Regions from separate parts of the Ovis aries genome. Here region 1 is linked to region 2. Evidence: chromatin contacts called from public Hi-C data. All regions are on one chromosome and are shown on one strand. The core of a region is the stretch at or near the end of the contact, and the rest is flanking DNA. Distances in the headings are between cores, read along the strand shown. Region 1 has its middle 22 kb from the start of TXN2. Region 2 holds the start of LOC114114032.

Region 1 (7,403 bases), core at 3,538-6,037, 70 kb after region 2:
CATCCTTCGCTGCCCGCTTCATCTTTTACCTTTGATCTTTGCCGGCATCAGAGTCTTTCCCAATGAGTCTGAGCTTCCCGTCAGGCGGCCAAAGCACTGGAGCTTCAGCTTAAGCATCTATCCTTCCAATGAGTATCCAGGATTGATTTCCTTTAGGATTGACCGGTTTGATCTCCTTGTAGTCCAAGGAACTCTCGAGAGTCTTCTCTAGCACCACAATTCAAAAGCATCAAGTCTTGGTGCTCAGCTTTCTCTATGGTCCAACTCTCACATCCATACATGATTACTGGAAAAACCATAACTTGACTATAGGCACCTTTGTCAGCAAAGTGATATCTCTGTTTTTTTTTTTTTTTTTTTTTTAATATGCTGTCTAGGTCTTTGTCATAGCTTTCCTTCCAAGGAACAAGGATCCTTTCATTTCATGGTTGCAGTCACTGTCTGCAGTGATTTTGGAGCCCAAGAAAATAAAATCTGTCACTGCTTCCACTTTTTCCTCTTCCATTTGCCATGAAGTGATGGGACCAGACGCCATGATCTTAGTTTTTTGAATGTTGACTTTCAAACCAGCTTTTTAACTCTCCTCTTTCACCCTCATCAAGAAGCTTTTAGTTCCTCTTCACTTTCTGCCATTAGAATGATATCATCTGCATATCTGAGGTTGTTTATATTTCTCCTGGCAATCTTGATTCTAGCTTGTGATTTATCCAGCCTGGCATTTCTCATGATGTACTCTGCATAAAAGTTAAATAAGCAGGGTGACAATATACAGCCTTGAGGTACTCTTTTCCCAGTTTTGAACTACTCCATTGTTCCATGTCCAACTCTAACTGTTGCTTCTTGACCTGCATACATGTTTCTCAGGAGAAAGACAAGATTGTTTGGTATTTCCATTTCTAAGAATTTTCCAGTTTGTTGTGATCCACACAGTCAAAAGCTTTAGCATGGTCAATGAAACAAGAGTAATTTCTTTTTTTTCTGGAATTTCCTTGCTTTTGCTATGATCCAAAGAATGTGGGCGATTTGATCTCTGGTTCCTCTGCCTTTTCTAAATCCAGCTTGTACATCTGGAAGTTCTTGGTTCACATACTCCTGAAGCCTAACTTGAAGAATTTTGAGCATAACTTTGCTAGCATGTGAAAGGAGCACAATTATATGGTAGTTTGAACATTCTTTGGTATTGCCTTTCTTTGGGATTGGAAGGAAAACAGACCCTTTCCAGGCCTGTGGTCACGGCTGAGTTTTCCAATTTGCTGACATATGGAGTGCAGCACTTTCACAGCATCATGTTTTAGGATTTGAAATAGCTCATCTGGAATTCCAGCACCTCCACCAGTTTTGTTCATAGTAATGCTTCCTACGGCCCACTTGACTTCACGTTCCAGAATGTCTGGCTCTAGGTGAGTGATCACACCACTGTGATGATCTGTGTCATGAAGACCAGGTCATTTGTAGCACCCATTACCAGCATGAAATTAAATTTAAGGAAGTGCTTTGTTACTAATGGCCCTGAGATGAAACTGATTTACCTTCTATTAAAACCTACAGTATATAAGCACTTTCTAATAATGCTTCTTAACCTCCATTTGTGGTAAGAATCATCGCCAAAGTTTTTTGGAAGTGAGTCCACAAAGAATTAAATATTTAAAAGGTGAAGTGTTCCTTATTTTCACTTTAGCAAGATCTTTCTTTTTTCATTGTTAAGAAACACTTTAATAATTTTAAAGCAAATGGTGATACAAGTAGAGTGCAGATAGCTAAAACTGTGCCCCTGAGTTCAAACTTACAGAAAAATGTTTTGTAAATCGTTCTCAATTAGATATTCTCCCTCCTCAGCCCCCTACCCAAAATCTTGAATTTTTTCTTACAAAAATTTGGTCAAGAGTAGAAATATCTCCAGGCAGAAGTATATGCCACATCATAGCAAGAATGATGAAGCCCGACTAACGAAACTTCGGTATTAGAAACAGAAGGCACTTAAAATGTACTCAAAGTTACACTGAGAAAAGCTTCCACTGAGTAATACTGAAACAGTCACAAAGGTTAAGAAAATACTGATATCAAAGTACAAATGACTGCAATACTAAAATAGACAAAAACTACAAGAGCTTGCTTTAAAAATAAAAGACAACACATGAGTAAGAATTGTTTTCTTGTTCTATTCATAAATGTTGGTCTTTATATTCATAGGATTAGTTATGTTGATGTCTAGTAGAGTTTCTTATGACATCTGATGAAGTCTCATTCCAACTTCAGATGGAGACTCTTCCCTAAGGAACCTCTTGATTTCAGTTACATCCTGGTCACTGAACAGTTTTTAAGCAGTGCAGCATCGCCGTGATTTGCCGAGGCATGACTACATATCCTGTGTGCAGAGCCATCCCCACAATGAGCACAGAATGGAATTGAACACAGACCACTTCCAGGGCTCCAGCATGTAGACAGCTGTGACCGGTGGTAGAACCAGGACATTTGCTTCCAGGCCTGTGCCTCTGGCATTGGAGACAAATGTCAGTGTGTCCAGCCAGCCTCTCCTGCAATATCTTCTTTTGCCTGAGCTGAAGATGATATTTAAGGTGATGCTTTTGGCTGTTTCTGAGAGTTACTCAGTTTCATGGGAATCTCCCATATACACAGAAGGTACATATATTATTAAACTTTTGTTTGTTTTTCTCCTGTTAAGCTATCTTTTGTCAATATGCTAGCCAAACAAACTAGGAAGAAAGAAATGAAAAATACTTCATCCCTACAGTGTCAGCCCTCTCAAGCTTAGCACACAGGGCTTTTCCCTAGAAGCATCAACGGTGTCCCACACTTTCTTCCTAGAAAGCCTTTCCCTCGCACACATTCAGACATATGCTCATCCTGAAAAAAAGTTACCTCTTAGTGTCCTTCCTGTGACTTCTCTGCTGATTGCTTAATCTTTCTGAGCTGCAATTTCTTCAGCTGTAAAATGCAGATAAAATAATGCCCACCTCACTATGTTATCATGTGTGAGTTAATGTCCGTACCATGATCAAGACAGTGTGAGGAACCAGAGTCACCTGACTGTGTTCTAAATATCCATACACACACTCTGAGTTCCCTGAGGCCTGGGCTTTTCCTTCTCTGCCCACGGGTACTCTGTGCCTGGCACAGAGTAGCTGCTGATTTTTTGTGCTTGGTGGTGAGTGAGTGAATTTCAGGTAGGGGAGGGAGGGGAGAAGGTGGTCCCTCACCAGATGGCCACCACTCACAATGAGAAAGTAGACTTCACTTATGCTGGGAGAGGGCTCCCCAGGTGGTGCTAGTGGTAAAGCCTGCAATGCAGGAGACATAAGAAATGCAGGTTCAAAAAAAAGAAAGAAAGAAAGAAATGCAGGTTCAATCCCTGGGTCAGGAAGATCCCCTGGAGAAGGGCATGCAACACACTCCAGTATTCTTGCCTGGAGAATCCCATGGACAGAGGAACCTGACAGGCCACAGGGTTGCAAAGAGTCGGACATATCTGAAGTGACTTTGCATGCACGTAGTTGCTGGGAGATATTATCTTCTAACTTTCCCTCCACGACACTTACCGTAAGATTCAGGGCACCCCAGGAGAGCTACTGATCCCATGGTCCAGGTGAATGAACCTCTGAGGCATGCAGAAGTGAAGTGACACAGTGAGTGGCAGCGTTAAGACTTATCCCCTTTTAGCTCGCAAAATCCTGTGTCCCAGGGGCACCCTTAAGTCTCAGGCAAACTAGAATGGTTGGTCACCCCAGATCAAGTTCCAAACCCTAGTCTCTGAGGACCCCCACTACTGCCCTCCCCTGGGCCCATGTCATTGTCCCCAAGTTTTTTAATGAGTTTCCTGAAGAGGAGACAGTGCCCTCCTGTCCAGAGGGTCTGGGCAGGTAAAAAAAAAAATAATAATTCTCCCTCTTACTCTTCCTTTCTTTTATTTTTATTTTATTTTATTTTTTTTTTCTATAGCAAAAGGTATATTTTTTTTCTTCTTTTTTTTTTTTTTAGTTTTTTATTTTTTAAATTTTAAAATCTTTAATTCTTACAAGCGTTCCCAAACATGAACCCCCCTCCCTCTTCCTTTCTTTTAAATAATTTTATTTATTTCTGGCTGTGCTGGGTCTTCATTCATGCGCGGGCTTTCCTCCAGTTTTGAGAGGGGGCTGCTCTCTAGCTGCAGTGTGGGCTTCTCATCGCGGTGGTTTTTCTCGTTGTGGAACACGGGCTCTAGGGACCACAGGCTTCAGCAGTTGCCGCTCCCAGGCTCTAAAGCGCAGTCTTGACAGTTGGAGCACACAGGCTTAGCTGCTCTGTAGCATGTGGGATCCACCCGGATCAGGGATCGAACCTGTGTCTCCTGCGTTAGCAGGTGGTGTCTTTACCACTGAACCACCTGGTTAGGCCTCTTACTTTTCTTACCCCAAAATCAGACTCAGAGCACAGTGCTGGGGCATGTACAGACTTGTGTGAGCCTTCACCTTTGACAGACTCATGGCCACTCTGGGGACCAGACAAGGCGGCCAGCCCCGCCCTCTGCGCTCTCAGGCTGCTGGGGAGATGGAGCGTGGACATGTGGCATTGGTCTGGTGGCTGGCCAGCTGGAAAAGGGTCTCTGAAGAGCCACCTCCTGACCTGGCCCCTCCCCAGCTGCCCTTTGGCTCCTACCCCGTCTTCCTCCCCTCCCCCTCCCCCTCACTGGGCCTGGTTTCCTCCATTAACCAGGGAGTGAGAGCTGGTCTCTCCGAGGGCCTTCCTGCCCCAAGGTCAATGACTCAGGGCCAGTGAGGTTCTGGGAAATGCAGCCTCCAGAGAAGAGGCATCAGAGGCCAAGCCCTCCTGAACACAGTGAGGGCACGGCCCCGGCCTCATGTGCAGACAGACTCATCTTCCCAGGCTGCCCCAGCCCCTGCTGGCCTCATCCTCTGGGGCCACTGTCCTGGGGAGCTGTTCTCTGCTGGTTCCCCAGAGGCCCTGAGGCCAGCGCCAGGACAGGGAGGGCCTCGGCTGGCCCCACACAGCCTGTGTGCCTCCCCCTCACTGAGGAGACACCCACTCTTGTGGGCCTGAGAGCTGCAGCCCTGACGTTGGCCTGGCTGTGGCTGGGTGGTCAGAGCTAAGGGCTGAGTGAACACCAACCAGGCCCGCTAGGCAGCCAGTCCCTCACTTGCAGCCACCATGAAGCCCCGCTCCTTCCCTCAGCCATGTAGTACTCAGCAATTCAAACAAATGTGGGCATGGGAGGCAAGGCCTTTTGGAGGGGGTGACTGGACATGGAGAAGGCACCCCCAGGGGCACTAGTTCCTGCTTCTCTCCCCTGTTATAGAAATACTCTCTCCCCATCAATCTCCCTATCAACCTCAGTCAAGAGCAGCCTCAAAACAGGTAGTGTGGGTTGGTCGGGGGATTTCCCTGGTGGCCCAGTGGTTAAGACTCTGTGCTTCCAATACAGGGGCTTGGGTTGGATTCCTGCTCAGAGAATTAAGATCCCACATGCTGCAACTAAGAACCGAGCGTAGTCAGATAAATAAATAAAACTTTTTAAAAATAACTGGCAGTGAGAACTCAGAGCCAGCTCAGGACTCTCTTCTCTTGCTGGTTCACCCCAGGCAAGGCCCACACCCTCTCTGGTTTCCATCTCCCTCTCCTGGTCCAGCTTTGGTAGCTTCCTCCCTTTATTTCAGCATCACAGGTTTGATAGGGACAAAATGAAAGAACAAAGGGGGTGATTAAATAGTTAATCCCACTAGGGAATTGTAAATAGAAAAATATGACAGACCCCTGTAAGTTAATGAGTACTCAAGAAAGCAGGTTTGCTTAACCACAAAATCAAGCAGGCTTGCTTAACAACAAAAGCATGCAACAGAAGCACGGGATGTGTCCCAGAACAATAAAACAATGGAGGCAGGAGACCCACACCCTGCCCAGTGAGCTCAGTGAGTTAATGATTCCTAGGACGTGCTCTCTACATGCATAAAAATCAACAGTTTATGGACCTAGCTTGATCATGCAGGGACCAAACTCCCCTGCTCAGTCTGGAGGAGGAACTGATGATGGAAACGTGATGTCTACTCAAAAAAGGGAAAGAAGATTTTCTCCTCCTCCCCAGTTTTTCTTTGATTATATAACTGTAGCCCACTAAGTTCTCTGGGGGTGGCATTTCTCACCTGCCCACTTGCAAATCTCACAAGCATCCTATTCTGATAAAATCACTTCTTAGTTACACTTTTAAAGACCCCGCCTGCCAATGTGGGAGACTTAAGAGACGTGGGTTTGATCCCTGAGTAGAGAAGATTCCCTGGAGGAGGGAATGGCAACCTACTCCAGTATTCTTGCCTGGAGAAGTCCATGGACAGAGAAGCCTGGCGGGCTACAGTCCACAGGGATGCTGAGTCGGGCACAACTGAAGTGACTTAGCATGGTTTTCTACCACTTTGTTCTCATGGAGTTCTCCTCCATGCTGACATAAAGGAGCTCTTTGTCCCCCTACCCCTGAAGTGACACCAATAGGTTTTAGGTTCCCTGTGAGATGGAAATGATTAATGCAGGAAATAACATGAGAGTACCTAATATATCCATCTCAAAAGGGGGAGTACTTGGTGGCCCAGGGACACAGAGAGGTGCCAAAAGTCATAGGGGAAGTGGCAGAGGTGTTGGGGTTCAGCCAAGCCCTCTATGTGAGGAGAGAGCATGCATGCATGCTAAGTCGCTTCAGTCATGTCTGACTCATGCAACCCTATGGACTATAGCCCACCAGGCTCTTCTGTCCATGGAATTCTCCAAGCAAGAATACTGGAGTGGGTTGCCTTTCCCTTCTCCAGGCGATCTTCCCAATCCAGGGATCTAACCCAGGTCTCCCTCATTACAGGCAGATTCTTTACCAGCTGAGCCATAAGGTGCAATGAGGTCTGGGAGCTGGGATAAGGCTGAGGACAAGACCAGGCAGGAGGCGAGGCGTGGAACAACCCCCTGGTAGGTTACATGCTCCAGTCATTCCTGAGCTCAGTCATCCTGGCAGAGTCCTCGTCTGTTCTTGGCCCCATGGAAGTCAGTTCAAGGAAGAGCTGAGCTAGCAGCAGCTAGGAGCCTAGCTAGGAGCAGCTAGGAGCCTAGCTAGGAGCTAGGAGTGGCTTAAAGAGGGCTTTGATCTCCAGAACCGTGTTTTTTCAAAGCATAGACCAGGGTCCTCTGCATCTGAATTATGAGAGCTTTAAAAATGCACATCCCAGGTCCAATCCCAGTCCCATGACCATCAGCAGATCTTTATAAAAATGGTTAAGACTCTGCAATCCCAAAGCAGGGGGCAAGCGTTTGATCCCTAAGATCTCATATGCAGCACAGCTCAGCCAAAACAAACAAACAAACAAACAACTTTGTTACTTTGGACTTGGAAAGTGTCAGAAATGCCAGAATTTGGG
Region 2 (7,555 bases), core at 3,212-5,711:
TAGACATTTGTTTAAAGGGGTTAGTCTGGTGATAATATGACATCATGGAGAAGAAAACAGGCCCCAAAATGTTCCAACCACAGAGCAATTCAGTCCATTTTTAAGACCCTTCCTCCTCCCCTGCACGTGGCAGGCACTCAGTATGCAATCTGAGATCTCAAGCAATGCATTTTAAAAGCAGAGACCCCCAAGACTGGCCAGCCAACCACTTATTTTTGTTGTTAGTAACACTAACAAAAATTTCAATTTCTGACTATGTAAGTAGTCAACACATGTAAAAAGGCATTTAGTGGAAAAAGCAATGCTCACCGCAGGCTCTGGCTTCCTGGGCCCTTTCTAGAGGCAACCACTGTTACTTGGGTGTCTGTAGCTTTCCATGCACAGAGCGGAGGCATCATACAATGATTCACACAGGAGGGAGCAACATGTATCCCATTTTGTATCAAGTTTTATCCACTTAAAATATATCTTGGAGAGCATGCCCAATCAGTACCTATAGGTACTCAGTCTCGATTTTTTAAGGGCTTCAAGGATTCCCACTATACAGCTGTACCATGATTTATTTGACCTTCTTAATGGGCAGTTAGCTTATTTCCTGTCTTTCTCTAGACAATGCTACAAAGAATATCCTTGGACATTTCCCTTTGCATGTTTGAGTTTATCTGCCCGTGAGTTCCTAGAAATCAGTCAGAAGGACTATGCTTTGACAGATATTGCCCAACTACCTTCTATAAAGAGAGTTGTTACAACTTAGACCCCATCAGCAGGGCATAATGGCACTTAAGAAACTGGGGCATTATGGAAAAATTTAAATTCCTGCGTGTCTCAATTTCCCAAACTCTCTTGGGTATAACTGGCAGACACATAAACTGGTGTGGTGTCTCTGTGAAGCAGTACATGCCTTCTAGCAAAATCAAATGTACCCCCAACCAGGGCCAGAGCCAGAAGCCAGGCCTCCAGACAATAGGTCCAGTGTACCTCCATGTCACCCCTTAGCTCTCCCCTGGACCACGGAAGCTGTGTCTGAGAACTAAAACACAGTGAGCTTGTGTATCTTCTGCCTGAGCCGGGGCCCTGCAACAAGGTTAGTGAGCACAAGCTCATCACCAAGAACATCAGCAGATGGGCCCCGGAACCATCTGTTTTTACCACTCAAGCTTTGTGGTCCATAAGCAAACACACACACAGAGCACATCATTTTTAGAAGCAGAAAGAGCATTGAGCTAGGAGCCAGAAGAACCATCTACCCTTCCTATCCTGTCTCCTTACCTGACAACCCAGGGAATGAAGACTGACCACATACATTTTCTTAAAAATGTACACAGTCACTATGTATCAGGCCCTTTACATACTTAATTTCTTTTAGTTCCCACATCTAACTCTGTAGGATGGGTATCATGACTCCTGTATTACAGATAAGGACACTGAGGCTTGGGGGGTTAAGTGACTTGCCTACAGTCATATAAGTGGCAGGGTCAGGATCTGAATGCTGTCTAGTGCCAAAACTCAGGACTCCACTCCTCCCAGCTCTCATGAAGAACCGGATCCCGTTAAGTCACAAGCCTACTGCTTCCCAGGGGGCAGCCAGGGTTCCATTCCGTTGTCACCAGAGGGCTTAAGCCCAGGGGCTCAGCACACCAAGGGTTAAAGCCAAGAGGCAGTGACTCTCTGGGGCTGCACAAAGGGAAAATGCACTTCCTGCCCCTGTGGGCAGAGATGCTGTATTATGCTCAGCAAATTAGGAGGTTTGTTTAATTAAGACGACACACAGATATTGTTATTCTAAATATTTTTGGAACATGATGCTTGGGAGGAAGCTGTCAAGGCCTGGATTTTTTTTTTTTTTCCTTTGCCTGGGGTTTCTCTCCGCCACCCCTCCCCACTGCCCCCACCCCCACCAAGAGAAGGGTAGGGCCAGGCTCAGAGGAAAACAACAGCCAACTCCTCCTCTCCTTTTGAAATAAAGATGTCAAGCTGGTAAGGGCTGTCTTAAGTACTTTATGGAAGGATTAGCTAGAAGAGGAAGTGAAGAAAGCACAGTTAGCCTGGCTTCTAGCAATACCCTCCACCAGGCGACACAACAATGCAGCATTTTTTGAGTGAGCTTTTCTCCTTTTGAAAAGCTAACAGATCCGTGTTTTGTTTTTTGCTGGAGCAAGAATGGGCAAGAGGCAGGCTGTGATTAACATGCGTCCTTCATCCAGTGAGAGGGAAGTTGTCCCATCTCCAACCCCTTAGGTTAACAGTTTAAAAATAAAAAATAAAAGTCAGAAAGCCCTGACCCTCTCTTTTCCTCTACCCTCACCTGCCCTTCAGACAAGGAGCCCCACAGAACGCACCTCTGGGAGTTGCCCTTCCCCAGACACTGCCTGCCAATCTGAGCACCTGGATCTGCCATGGGCACTGCCGGGACTTGCTGAATCTGAAGAACAGAGCTTTTTTAGTGTCACCCTGCAGCCATCTGGGGGGCACAGCGGCTCTCAAATTACACTGAGCAATCTCTTGACGTTTTTAATTACACCTCAATTATCGTAAATGAGTCCTCACTTTCCAACACTGAATGCTTGCCTCGGTTTGGCAAACCTGCCATGTCCTCCTTCCTCGAGGCAGCTTTCCTTCTCATCCCAGACAGAAGTGGCCCCTCTCAGAACTCCTCGAATCCTTTGTCTGAGGCCTGTTTGAGACACTCATCACAGGCAGCTTCTGTATTTCAGTCACTGGGCCACTATTTCCCCCTGAGGACTGTAAACTCCCCTAAGGCAGAGGCCTCTGGGCTCTCCATAGGACGGGCTGGCTCCCTTCTCCCAATCCCATGACTCACAGCACCCTTCTAGGGTCTCTGTCATCTTCGCCTCACCTTAGAGTCATCTACGGATTTGTCTTGGCTCTCCCCTAAATGCCCCAGGGCACAGGCCAGGTCTTACTCAACCTCACACCCCACCACCACCTGGCAGAGTCTCTGGCACAGAGGAGCCAGTTAAATATTTGCTCAATTACACATCTGTGTACCCTCCCCCCACTCCCAGCAGCCTTGTATATAAATTGACTAATATTAATCAAGTGACTGTCTAAATAGGCCTTAAACCAGCCTCCCTTCTTACCATAAAGGGAATAAACCACCCGGTGAGGTTACAGGTTCAGACAGCACTCAGAAATGGCCACAGTGTTGCAGGAAGGCGCTAAGGTTCTTCCAGTTCAACAGTTACTCAACAGTTACTTTGCAATCCTGTTAAGCCCAGGAAAGGGTGCAGCGAACCCAGAAGCGGCTGGGTCTCTCAACTGCCCAGCGGAGAGAGATCCGCCGGTGCATAGGACCTGGGACTTCCCGGGAACCTTTTCCCCACACCAGCTGGGTGGGGCCGCAGATAGCAGCCCCGGTGCTCACCCTGCCCCCACACCTCAAGACAATCTGCAACCTAGTCCAGGAAGATACTCCGTCTCTGAGACACCTGGGCTCTTGGGGGCGCGGTGGGGGGGGGGGGGTGCAGGCCCGGGTGGGGGGCGGGGGGTAGGCGCAGGGGGGTGAGGGGTGAAGTCCTGCCCTGGGCGTGGCCCCTGGACAGCAGGAGATCAGGATCCTGAAAGAAGACATTTGGGGCGGGGGGCGGGGGGTAGCGGGGTAAGTAGAAAACCCTGGATCTGGCCCAAACGGGCACGATGCAATAGCCCAGCCCGGATCCTCTAGGAGCAGAACCCAGCTCTCCCCGCCCTCGCCCTGCTGGGGCGGTCCGCAGGTGCGCTGGAATCAGGTGCGCGCCGGGGTCGCGGAGATTGGTGCGGGCCTTCCCGGGCCTTCCACTCCCAGGAAGCAGAGGCCAAAAGTCAAAGGATGTGGATCTGTGAGGGAGGGGGAAGTCTTTCCTGTCTCGAGCCGGGATCCCCACCGGGTCCCCTTTCCCAAGCACCCGGCAGCACCTCTCCCGGTCCCCCTCCTCCGACCAGCCGATCGCACCCGGGCGAATGAGGAAGTCTGGAGCCGAGGGCGGAAACCGGGCCAAGAGCAATGTCTGCTGCAGGACTGTCCGATTCTGACTCGGGAGGACGCCCTGACAGCTACCAAACGGTCCCCGCCTGCCCGCTACCCCCGTTTCGAAAACGCCCGGAAACTTCCCAAGGAGCCGCAGCCCCGAGCCCCCCACCTGAACCTCGCCCAAGCAGCTGTGTCCAAGGGACAGAGGCTGCCCGGAAGGGGTTAAAAAGTTTGCCCAACTTGGGCACTGGGCGAGGCGAGGGCGGGGCGCGTGCCCCGGCGGCAGGGGGAGGTCGAGGCTCCCGGGTGCCCGGGCTGCGGAGTGCGCCGGCGGGAGGGCAGGGAGGGGGTACGGAGGGTTTCCGGGAAGCGCCCGGCCCCAAGCCTTCCTCGGCTCCCCGGTCTGGCTTCCGTCGGCGTCTTCACCGAGCATCCACGCGGGGGTCCCGGGGCCCCTCTGTGAAGGGTGCCCAGCCCGCTCTCCCCAGCCCATGCCTGCTCGCCGGCCGCGCGGAGGCCGAGAACCACTCATCGGCCCGCTCGCCCAGACTCCACGCGTCCGGTCCCCGCCACCCCCGCTCACCCGCTCGGGGCGGGACCCGCCGGTGGGGCTCGCTCACCTGAACCTGGATCTGCCCCGGGGAACAGGCGCTGCTTCTCCCGAGAGGGCTTCCTCGAGCGCTTCGGGCGACGGCGGGGTGGGGCGAGCGCGCGAGGCGGGAGCTGCAGCAGGTCAGCCTCGCTCAGCCTTCAGTGCCCTGCCCAGGAACAGCTAGGATCTGCGCGCCTCACCGCACCCTGCGCTGCTCCTCGCCGCCCTGCCGCCCCGCCCCTCTCAAAGCGCGCCCACTCCGAGCCCGGCGCCGGTTGCGGGGCGGAGCCTGAAGGGACGAGCCCGCCCCCGAGCTGTCTCACCCACTCCAACCAGCTGCTGCTCATGATGAACAGACAGCTTGACCTGTGGAAAGGCAGTGGGTGGAACCTATAGGCCCAGAGGGGTGGGAATACGTTCTCCCATCCGCCCCCATCTCCACCCTCTCCACCTTCCCCTGGTCTTCCTAGGCGGGAGCCCCGCCCCCTAAGGCGGGCACAACGAACCGCCAGGTTCCAGGAGAAGGATTGACACAGAGAGAATCCAACCAGGAGGAGTAGAGTCTCAGCGGATCCCGGCAGGGATTTTGGTGCATTGCCTGATTCCGGGCGAGGCCCGGCGGGAGCCGACTGAGAAAGTCCGGGCTGCTGACACTCCGCCCCGCGAGCTGTTTTCCCTGACCCATGTCATTCTGTTGATACCAGAACAGATATTAAGTACCATATATGGGAAAAGTGCTATTTTACAATGCAGATGGCCTGTGGGGGCGGACCTGGACTCAAGCCTCGGATCCGTTGTGGGCGCCCTGAGTTCCATTTTCGACCCTGTCTTTGGAGTGCGCACGCTGCAGTCTTTCAGCCTCCAGACATCTGCTCCGGTGGGTTCCTTCAGCCTGGAGTGCCCTTCCGAGCCTCTCTTTACCTCCACGTGGTTAACTCGCACATTTCCTTTCAGATATTTTTTCCAAAATGTTTTCTTGGGGTTCTTCAGGCTGGCAAAGCGCAGTGTGTGTGTGTTACTGCCCACAAAAAGAGGATTACAGAATTTTTTTTTTAATTTTTAAAAGATTTTGTTACATTAAAAGAAAAAGATTTTGTTACATTTTTAATCCATCTGGAATTCATTTTAATTTTGGAGTGGGAAAGAAATCGAATATAATTTTTGTAATAGCCAGCTGTCCACACACCATCATCACCTACCAACTCATATATTCTTGGATCTGTTTCTGGGTTGTATCCATTCGTCTTTCTGTGTGTTCCTGTGCCAGTTCCACAACACTTTAAGGATGGTAGCTCTATAATACATATTATATCTAAGAGGGAAAATTTCTTATTACTCTTTCCTTTTGGAATGTTATTCCTACTATGACTAGCTTCCAAATGAGCTTCAAAAAAAGTATGATCCATAGGCAAGACAAACCGGAAAAAAGGTTTTGCAACTCTGTGACAAAGAATCACCAACAATATGTGAATATCAACAATATGCACCCATAAGGTAAACCCGAAATGCTTTAAAATAAAAATGGTCCAAAAAGGAACGGTCTATTTAAAAAGAAGGAATAAAAATGTTCATGGAATGCCATTTTTCACCTATGAAGTTTTTTTAAAAAGAATAAAAAATGTCCACCGTCAGCCAGATTTAGAGATTACAGGTGAGAAAGTAAGTTGATCAATTTTTCTGATAATTAATCATAAAGTAATAATTGGAAAAGCACACCAAGATGAGTTTAATAGTTCTTCTTTGCAGCATATATAACTTGCATAATTTTTCTAAAACTGGGAGAGACTCACCCCAACATCATCTTGCATTTATCTCTCATAGCACTAACACACTAGATTTTTAAAAATATTTTTTACTTTATTTATTTTAATTGGATTACTTTACAATATTGTGATGGTTTTTGCCATACATCAGTATGAATTCGTCATAGGCATACATGTGTCCCCTCCATCCTGAAACCCCCTCCCACCTCTCTCTCTACTCTATCCCTCTAGGTTGTTCCAGAGCACCGGCTTTGGGTGCCCCGTTTCAAGCATCAAACTCACACTGGTTATCTATTCTACATAAGGTAATGTATACGTTTCAATGCTGTTCTCTCAAGTCATCCCACCCTCTGTTTCTCCCACTGAGTCCAAAAGTCTGTTCTTTACACCTGTGTCTCCTTTGCTGCCCTGTACACAGGATCGTCAGTACCATCTTTAGATTCCATATATACGTGTTAATGTACAGTATTTGTCTTTCTCTTTCTGACTGACTTCACTCTGTATAATAGACTAGGGGTTTATCCACCTCATTAGAACTGACTCAAATGCATTCCTTTTTGCAGCTGAGTAATATTCTGTTGAGCACTAATACATTAGCTTTTAATTGTCCATATACTTACTGTTTCCTCTGCCTGAGCTAGGAGCTGCCTGAGAGCGGATAGGAAATATGCCCTAAATGTCTCTGTGGACCCAGAACTGACACAAGGCTTGACATAACATGGTCTTAAGTGGATGCTTGAACAAGACTCAGAGAGCATCCATTTCCTTATCCATAAAATGAGTGCAATCACAGGGCCTTGCCTGCAGGACTGTTGGGGAGAACACAGGAGAAGTGGGCCTGTAAGTGTTTTATAAACTGCTAAGCAGTGTGTACTCTTGCCTGGAAAATCCCATGGATAGAGGAGCCTGGTAGGCTGTAGTCCATGGAGTCGCTAAGAGTCAAACATGACTGAGCGACAACTTCCCTTTCACTTTTCACTTTCATGCATTGGAGAAGGAAATGGCAACCCACTCTAGTGTTCTCGCCTGGAGAATCCCAGGGACGGGGGAGCCTGGTGGGCTTCTGTCTATGGGGTCGGACACAGAGTTGGACACGACTGAAGTGACTTAGCAGCAGCAGCAAGCAGTGTGTACTTAACAACAGAGCATTATCAATGATGATCGTATCTATTTTCCTCACCTTCAACCTCCTACACCACCTTCTCCAGAAAACTGAGGTCCCTAAGAAGA

The links. Hi-C and Micro-C count contacts between places; a contact is called where the count stands out from the background.
Region 1: a contact with region 2 is called in a Hi-C map of tail adipose tissue, with 2.4 times the contacts expected there. The contact joins the enhancer-like site here to the promoter of LOC114114032 in region 2. A contact is called at or near these places in 5 of 16 Hi-C or Micro-C datasets (blood, liver and tail adipose tissue).

The regions. Positions count from the first base shown.
Region 1 is chr3:180,514,699-180,522,101 of ARS-UI_Ramb_v3.0, forward strand. It overlaps the pseudogene LOC114113655. Among named protein-coding and RNA genes, the nearest start is that of TXN2, 22 kb to the right of the region's middle. Within about 2 kb of position 4,788, at least 13 of the 54 cell types and tissues checked have an H3K27ac peak or open chromatin away from gene starts, as enhancers often do. A contact at or near this core is called in liver and tail adipose tissue, where this site is marked.
Region 2 is chr3:180,444,672-180,452,226 of ARS-UI_Ramb_v3.0, forward strand. It overlaps LOC114114032, which reads left to right and starts at 4,462. Exons shown (of 4, transcript XM_042247375.1): 1 at 4,462-4,702; 2 at 5,054-5,439; 3 at 6,557-6,630. The coding sequence starts at 4,462. It overlaps MYH9 (myosin heavy chain 9), which reads right to left and starts at 4,753. Exons shown (of 41, transcript XM_027967749.3): 1 at 4,591-4,753.